Linked DNA regions of Sus scrofa: region 1 is linked to region 2. A link is a contact called in public Hi-C data. All regions are on one chromosome and are shown on one strand. Each heading gives the region's core, a stretch centred on a gene start, on an enhancer-like site or on the middle of the called end of the contact. The rest is flanking DNA. Distances are from core to core; before and after follow the strand shown. Region 1 overlaps CNTFR (ciliary neurotrophic factor receptor subunit alpha). Region 2 holds the start of RPP25L (ribonuclease P protein subunit p25-like protein).

Evidence for each region. Hi-C and Micro-C count contacts between places; a contact is called where the count stands out from the background.
Region 1: a Hi-C map of skeletal muscle shows a contact between it and region 2, with 2.7 times the contacts expected there. The contact joins the enhancer-like site here to the promoter of RPP25L in region 2. A contact is called at or near these places in 1 of 5 promoter capture datasets (liver), 22 of 47 Hi-C or Micro-C datasets (adipose tissue, alveolar macrophages, embryonic fibroblasts and 12 more) and 1 of 2 datasets of contacts at active chromatin or transcription factors (skeletal muscle).

The regions. Positions count from the first base shown.
Region 1 is chr10:32,249,612-32,253,970 of Sscrofa11.1, reverse strand. It overlaps CNTFR (ciliary neurotrophic factor receptor subunit alpha), which reads right to left. Exons shown (of 11, transcript XM_021064676.1): 9 at 3,718-3,898; 10 at 3,209-3,377; 11 at 2,559-3,114. The coding sequence ends at 3,114. Among named protein-coding and RNA genes, the nearest start is that of ENHO, 21 kb to the left of the region's middle. Within about 2 kb of position 1,325, at least 2 of the 83 cell types and tissues checked have an H3K27ac peak or open chromatin away from gene starts, as enhancers often do. A contact at or near this core is called in adipose tissue and skeletal muscle, where this site is marked.
Region 2 is chr10:32,187,576-32,191,827 of Sscrofa11.1, reverse strand. RPP25L (ribonuclease P protein subunit p25-like protein) reads right to left here and starts at 2,646. Exons shown (of 2, transcript XM_003130658.4): 1 at 2,550-2,646; 2 at 399-1,775. The coding sequence starts at 1,741. The coding sequence ends at 1,250.

The sequences.
Region 1 (4,359 bases), core at 76-2,575, 63 kb before region 2:
GAGAAATATGGGGAGTTCCCTGGTAGCTCCATGGGTTGAGGATCTGGTGTTGTCCCTGCTGCAGCTCGGGTCACTGGTGTGGTTCGGGTTCAATCCCTGGCCCAAGAACTTCTACATGCCATGGGTGTGGCCAAAAAATAACTTTTTGAAGGTGATAACTAAAGATGTGGAGGGACAGCACTGGGAGGCAGCAGCAGTCAGCAGCCAAGAGCCTCCAAGACAAGCAGCCTCTTTGAGGTCAAGGGCCAGGACCCCCCAGGAGGGATGACCACCCCCACCCCCGCCCCAGGCCCCGATCTAGTCTGGTCAGAGGCAATGACAATGCCCCTCCAGCCACCTCGGGGTGTGGGATAGGGCTGGGTCTCTCCCTTGTGGTTGGGGGCAGGGAGATGCCCCAGGCCTCCTCTCCATCGGCCTCCGAGGTTCTAGCAGGCCCCCTCCCCTCCGTCTCCTCCCCAGGCCCCAAGTAATTGCTTTCCCATGTCGCTAATGGAGGCCAGATTGCTGATGCCCAAGCCCTGGGTGGGCGGTGGGTGGGTCAGGGCTGACCACCAGTCTCAAGGCAGGAAGGCAGCACAGGCTAGAGACCCCCTAACTTCAGCCCCCACCTCCCCCAAGGACAGTGATGGGGGAGGTCCAGACCCAGCCCTGGAATACAATGTCCTTTGCAAGAATGGGTGACCCCCTCCCTCCCTCTGCCCATGCTGGACCTGGAGTGCAGGTCTGAGGCCTGAGCCACACCTCAGGAACCAGACAGACAGAACTGGGCTTCCAGGACACATAGACATGTCCATGGTCACGTCTCAGGATCTTCATCCTGGGAGCCTCTTCCTGTGCGTGAGGAGCCACGGGCTCCCATAGCTGGGGCTTCTCGGCTTGAAAAACCCCAGGCCTCTCTACCCTGACACCAGGCCTTTTTTCCCATGAGATCCCCCCTCTTGGCTTCCAGTACCTGGCCTGGAGTAGAGCCAGCCACCTGCACTCTGAGCCGCTCACCTGCCTGGAGTCCTATGCAGGCCTGACTCCTCAGTGCTTCTGGTACCGTGAACCTCTCCTCGCAGGCGGCAAGACCAGCAAGGAAGGCCCATTTCCTGACCTGGGTCTGAGGATGAGGGTTTGCATCAGCGTGTGTGTGGGACATGGGGGTCAGCAGCTTAGTGGCAGTGTGGCACTGGGAGCCTGCTGTGGAAGGGGTGTGCACAGGCCCTGGTGTTCGTGGCTTCAACTCCACTTGTCTCCTTGATCCAGCCACCCAGAGCACGGCCAGGCCTGGCTCCCAGGTTGGGACTCTGGCCTAACCCTTTGCCCCTACTCCCAGGCCAGCGGTGCCTGCCAACTTGGCCTCAGCCTCAGCCTCAGGCATTCTAGGCCAAGGAGCTGCAGGGAGGTGGCTCCTCTGGAGGGGGGTGGAGGGGGTGGCGCCGGACCTGAGCAGGTCTGAGGCAGCCAGGGACCCCTCCTCTGAGGAGAAATCAAGGGGAACCTGGAGTCCCATCTGGGGACTGGAAGGGTGTGGGGCTGGACCAAAGGCCAAGGACCCTGCAAAGCCAAGGCCCGTTCCTCCCCCTCTCATGCTGAGTCCTGACTGTAATCTAACCCTAGGGTAAAGCTTGTACTTCACACTTCCCGCCCTGAAGCACAAGTCCAATCCCTGGTCACATGCCAAGTGGCCTCCTTCAAGTAGCCTCCCCGCCTGCCCAGGCCACTCTGCACTCTGCGCCCTGGCAAGCCCGAATGACCTGCTAGAACCCTGCACTGTGTCTCCTGGATGGCAGTATGACAACCCTCCACCCCTAGGGCTTAGCCTCCTCCCCCTCTTTTTTTTTTTTTCTTCTTCTTCTTCTTTTTTTTTCTGGCTTTTCAGGGCTGCACTGGCAGGATATGGACGTTCCCAGGCTAGGGGTCAAATCCAAGCTGCAGCCGCCGGCCTACGCCATAGCCACAGCAACACCAGATCCGAGTGGCCTCTGTGACCTATACCACAGCTCATGGCAACACTGGTTCCTTAACCTACTGAATGGGGCTGGGGATTGAACCCGCATCCTCATGGATATTAGCGGGGTTCTTAACTCGCTGAGCCGCAAGGGGAACTCTCCTCCTCCCGTTCTTGCGCCTCTGCCCTGTAGGTAAAGCCAGGCTTGGGCACTTGTGGAAAGGGGCTCCAGAGACCACAGCTGATAGGCCTCAGCACCTCTGGAGCTGACTGGATGCCCCATGTGGTACCTGCCTCACTGGGACCCCTCATTTCCCACAATTCTGCCTGCGGCCTCCAGGGGGAGCCCTACCCTCCAAAGCAGCAGAGAGCCCCCTCCCCAGACACCTCTGCCCAGGAGCTGAACTGCCTCTCTGCTCCTATCTGGAAACAGCTGTCTCTCTCCAACTCTAACGTCTACCCTCCTCCACCCCTGGAAGGGGAGGGGGTCTTGGACGAGGGCTACCCTCCAAAGTGGGTCTGTTCCAAGGACTCATGAAATGGTGACGTTTAATGAGAACCCCCCACCCCCCCACCCCTGTATATACATCTATAAAAAATTCAAATACAGCAAGTTACCATCAAGTCAGACTAGAAGGGACTGACAGGGCATTAAATACTGCGGGGGAGGAGCAGGAGAGGGGGAGGGGCATACAAAACAGGGGCAGAGGTGGGGGGATTGAAAAGTGTGGGCGCTGGGGGGAGGGGGATGGCTGGGCCCCCCCGGCGTCAGGAGCTTATAATCTGATGGTGGCAACAGAGACCCCGGGACAGACAGGAGGCAGGGACAGGAGGAGAAACTGTGGAGGTGAGGGGCTCCCCTCAGGCCCCCCAAGGGCTCCTGGGAGTCGCTGGCGTTGGAGGGTCCAGCCCGAGGGGGCGGGATGGGGGCATGGGGGGGTCTTTGGTGGGTGGGTTAGCTGCATGGCCCCCTCCCCTGAGGAAGGGAGGGGGGCCGGCATGGTGTGGCGGGGCTTGGGGTCAGCAGGCCCGGGCCTGCCGGGGTCTCTACAAATTGTGTCTGAAGAGAATGCAGAAGGTCCTCCTGCCGTGTGCAAAATAGAAACCGGGGTCTTCGGGCTCAGCTCCGGCCTCCTGCTCCTCTGCAGGTGCGCTGGCATGTCCTCACAGGATGCCGGGCTCTGGGGGGGACAGGGCAGGGGGCTGTGAGGGACGAGGGTGGGGTGGGGCCCCTCCCCGGGGCTCCCCTCTGCCACCCAGCCTCACTCGACTTACCAGATCAGGAGACTGTTGGCAGTGGCGGCAGCGGCAGCCAGGGCCAGAGTGACGGGGACACTGAAGAAGTAGGGTGCCGAGGGTCTCCCGCCGCTGCCCAGCTCCCCAGAGTCACAGATCTTCGTGGTGGGCGGGGGTGCCAGGGAGCTGGTGGTGCTGGTCGTGGTCTCTGGGGAACATGGGGGGAACTCAGGGCAGGGGCAGGGCTGGAGTCCCACCCAGATCTGGGGATCCATGAGGCACACTAGTCCCACTTCCTGTGTCAGACCAGGGCTGCCTCCCCCATCAGATGGCCCCTGCCTCCTCTCTCCGAAGTGGCCCCCATCAGGCAGTTCCTGCTTCCCCTGAGGCACAGAGATGACCCCTCCCCCATCCAGCGGCCCCTCCTGAGAATGTCCAGGTAGCAAGGACCAGGAACAGGAGGGACTGGACAGACCGGGAGTGTGGCAGCCACACAGAGCACAGAGAGCCCTGGGAGGAGATGGAGGGACCACCGGGGGTGGGCTCACCGGGGGCCTGGGCCTCGGTGGTGAGGTGTCGTGGCTCCTCGGTCCAGGGTGTGGCGTGGGCAGCCACACTCCAGTCACTCCACGTCCCAATCTCATTGTCCTTGGCTGCCACCTGGATGATATACTCCTTGCCAGCATAGGCATCGGTGATGGTGTGCGTGGTGCCGTCCGACAGCTCCACCTGCAGCCAGACGGTGAGGGGAGGGGGACAAGGATGACGGACCCTGAGGGTCAGCAGAGCGAGGAACCCCCAGAGGAAGTGAGCACACTTGTGGGGAGAGAGGAGTGGAAACACTCCTGCAGGGAATGAGGGCTTCCCTGGGGGAGAGGGGAGCATGGAGAATATCCTGCAGCATATGGAAGTTCCCAGGCTAGGAGTCGGTCAAATCAGAGCGGCAGCTGGCAGCCTACACCACAGACCTAAGCTGCATCTGTGACCTACACCACAGCTCACGGCAACACTGGATCCGAGCCGAATCTGCAACCTACACACACAACAGCAACACCGAATCCTTAACCCACTGAGAGGGGCCAGGGATCAAACCTGCATCCTCCTGCTTACGAGGTGGGTTCGTAAACCCACTGAGCCTCAAGGCGAACTCCCCAAGAAGCAGTTGAGAGAGAAGGTTACAAACACAGAGG
Region 2 (4,252 bases), core at 1,397-3,896:
ATTAAATGAAGATCTCAATAAAGCGAGTCACAAGAACTTTTTGGTTTCCCAGTGCACACAAAAGTTGTTTACACTATACTATAGTCTATTAAGAGTGCAATAGTATTGTTTAAAAAACCAATGTACATACCTTAATTTAAAAATACTTTAGGAGTTCCCATTGTGGCTTGGCGGTAATTAACCTGACTAGTATCCATAAGGATGTGGGTTTGATCCCTGGCCGCGCTCAGTGAGTTAAGGATCCAGAGTTGCCGTGAGCTCTGGTGTAGGTCAAAGACAAGGCTTGGATCTCGAATTGTTGTGGCTGTGGTGTAGACCGGCAGCTGCAGCTCTGAATCGACCCCTAGCCTGGGAACCTCAATGTGCTACAGGTGCAGCCCTAAAAAAGAGCAAAGAAATAAAAATAAAAACATTTTATTACTAGAAAAAGTTGAACCATCACCTCAGCCTTCAATGAGTTATAACAGTAACATTAAAGATCACTTATCATAGATCACTATAACAAACATAACAATGAAAAAGTTTGCAATGTGAGAATTACCAAAATGTGACAGAAACTCAAAGTGAGCAGATGCTGTTGGAAAAATGTCGCCAACAGACTTGCTCAATGCAGGCTTGCTACAAACCCTTACTTACTTTGTAGAAAACACAGTATTTGGGACGTGCAATAGAATGAAGTATATCAACATGCTACAGATGAGGAAAAATGTCTGTCCTGGTAGAGAGTCTTTAAACCAGCCTCAAACAGGCAGCAGTCAGCCACCCAGTGGTTTAGACACAGACAGGTTACCACTTGAGGCTTTTTAATCAACCCTAGATCCTTCCAGCACCAACCTGAGCCTACCCTTCCTGTCTCCCACCTGTGAGCTCCTGGGGGTCAAGGGCAAGGACTCCTCTTCCCCTAATCCCACCTCCACACAGCAGGCCGAGCAGAGGCTTATCAAATGGGCAGAACTTTTATTTCCTAACCCACTCCTCAGACCTCTGTCAGAAGGTAGATCAGAGTCACTGTAGGTGGAAGGCAGAATAAGCTCCTCTTAAGCAATCCAGAACTCAGCAGAGACCCCACACCTGTCACTCTTCATCACAGTCCCTTTCCACCAGCCAGAGGGAAGTTGAAGTAGGACAGGGAGGTCCACTTCTGTAACCTCAAGTCTAGATGGGGATGTTGAGCAGTTACAGGGCTTCTCAAAGAAGGCACAGCCATCCTAGACATTCAGGCCTGGAGAACAGCTTGCTTGGCAGGTCCTCAGAACCGGGTGTCTCGTGCCCTTCTTCGGGGTCGGGGGCCACAGCTGGAGCTGGGCATGGGGCCCAGGCCAGGGGGTGCCCCTGGGGGCTGATAGCCACACTCATTGGGGTCCAAGGGGTCCCGGCTGAGCAGTACCCACACCGCAGGCACATGACGGCGGACTGTGAGGGGATCTAGGCCAGTGTCAGGTGAGGTTGGCACCCAGCTGTCCTCTGTTTGCAGGAAGCGCAGCTTGGTGAGCTGGTGCAGGCCTGGTACCCGCCGTTTGACGATCTCGGCACAGCTGACAGCCTTGCCGGCAGCCCGGCCAGAACCTGAGAAGACCACATGCCGGGCGCTGCCACCCTCCAACCGCCCCAGCGCCAGTCCCAGCAGGTTGCGGATCTTGCTGCCATCTCGGACTCGCATCTCCAGGGTATCAGGAGGCAGCTGGGGCATTGGGGAAGGTGCTGGTAGTTCCACAGAGCCAGCTTTCCGGTAGTGCTCCATCTCGCTTGCTGCTGGGTCTCAATCTTGCTGCCCGCTGCAGGGAGGTGTCAGAGGAATGCTAGGCAAGGTGCCCCAGGCCATCCCCCACCCCACCCCCCATCCCTGGCTCCCTAGGACATGGCTGTGCTCCTCAACCCAGACTTCCCAGGAACAGGACCACATCCCCTCACCCCCAGAGCAGGGATGCCTGCCTCCCCCTGACAGGGGGCTGTATCCCCTTCCTCCGGACAGAGCCATAACCCTCCCCCGACCCCCGCAGTCCCAGAGACAGGACCAGATTCCCCACTGGCCGAGCCCCCTCATCCCAAGCTGCCCAGCACTGGTAACGAACTTCCTTCATCTGGGGCGCCTTGGGACAGGGCTGGGGCCCTCGGCCCAGGCTGCTTGAGAACAAGACTTTGTGCTCCTCTCCCTGGACTCTCCAAGGAGGGACGAGGACAAGGTTCCCTCACTTCGTGCTCCCGGAGGGCAGGGCCAAGCCTCTACACCCCAAGCTCCCCAAGGCAGACCCCTCTTCCAAAAGCTCCTCAAAGGCAGAAGTGACCCCCTCCCCAACTCCAGGACCTCCAGGACAGGGCCGAGCATCCCTCGCCCAAAGATCCCCTGGGTCGATTCCCCTAACCCAGGTCACTCAGTAAGTCGGGGATAGCGTGGAGGGCTGCTCGGGCTACTCCTGGCGGCCGGTCCGCGGCCGCCACCGCCCCGGGCTGCTCCCAGTGTCCAGGCGGGCGCAGCGGCCCAGCAGCCGGCCTCCCCTCTCCTGCCCCCGACTCCGGGCGCCCTCACCCCGCTGGGTTCTAGCTCTCACCACAGCAGCCACGCACTCTACCACTTCGCTCCTAGTCCAAAATGGCGCGGGACGGGGGCGCGCCGAGGCCGCGGGGCCGCGCACGCCGGACGGGGCGGGGCCTCAGGAGACAGGACCAGAGGCGACTCTGCCCACAAACTGAGAGCGGCCGCGACGGCAGCTTGTGGGTATGAGCCCAGCCGCGACGCGAGGGCCGGTGGCATGAGGGTATTAGGAGTCGTCTCCCGTCGGAAGGAAGTGAAGGATTTGACCTCTGTTGAACACAGTGCAGTAACAAAGGCAGAGCAGCGGGTTTCACTTCGGACGGGAGCAAGAGGGGGGCTGCTGCTGCGGGGACAAGAACTTTGGTCACAGAGTTCTGAGTCTAGACCTCATCTTGTGGACACTGGCGTATCACGGGGAGGTTTCATCAGGCGCAGGTCAAACCAGATCTTTTTGGCACAGCTCACTCTGGCCGCAGCGCAGAAGGGAGCGGGGACCGGCCGCATCCGCTGGTGACTCCCGGGGGCGTGTCCACATGGACCAGCGTATGATAGGGCTCAAATATTTGTTAAATTATTTGTTGAAAGAATGAACTAGAGAAATGGCAGAGTAATGGGGAGAAGTAGATTCATTTGGAAGATAACAGGAAGTAGGTTTGGCGACTGTTCCGACGGAGAAAGAGGGAAGAGTCTAGGATGACTCCCAGTATCAGACGAGCTCAATTCGAAATGCCAACGAGACCGCGCGGGTGGGGTGGAAGGCCGGCGGCGGATGAAAGGGGCCTGGAGGCACAGCAGTCCCTGAGACCACAAGGGGGCAGCAAACACTTGGTGGAGTGAAGTGCCACTGTTTCTCGGCTCCAACCTGCCCCTTCTCCTTTCCAACCACCCCCGCACCCAACTAAAATCCCCGTCTCCAAACCTCTTTTAGGCTCCCCTTCTCGGTATAGCACCAAGTAGGCTCCCCAGAAAAAAACTTAAAAGCTCCCCTCTGCCTTTGCACATGCTGCAACCTCGGCTCTCAAAGACCCTGTGTATCACCCTCCAGGGATGTCCCCCACTTTCCTTTTTCTTCTGTGCCACAAAGAACCCTGGTGCCACCTGGTCCCCTTCCCTTTTCCTTGACTGTCTCCCTAGCTAGGCTGTAAAGGGTAGGGATCAGGTGGACCCTATCTGTGTCCTTCCCACCTGGTTGGCATCTGACCTTTTTAATTTTTTTTTTTTTTTTTTTTTTTTTTCTTTTTAGGGCTACGCGTGGCATATGGAGATTCCCAGGCTAGGGGTCCAATCCAAGCTACAGCTTCTGGTCCACAGCCACAGCAACGCAAGATCTGAACCACATCTTCGACCTACACCACAGCTCTTGGCAGTGCCAGATCCTTAACCCACTGAGCGAGGCCAAGGATCAAACCTGCCACCTCCTGGTTACTAGTTGGATTCTCTCTCTCTCTTTTTCTTTTTCTTTTTTTTTTTTTTTTTTTTTTTTTTGGTCTTTTTAGGGCTGCACCTTTGGCATATGGAGGTTCCCAGGCTAGGGGTCTAATCAGAGCTGTAGCTGCTGGCCACAGCCACAGCCACAGCAATTCCAGATCCGAGCTGCATCGGCAAACTACACCACAGCTCATGGCAACACCAGATCCTTAACCCACTGAGCGAGGCCAGGGATCGAACCACAACCTCATGGTTCCTAGTCAGATTTGTTAACCACTGCACCACGACGGG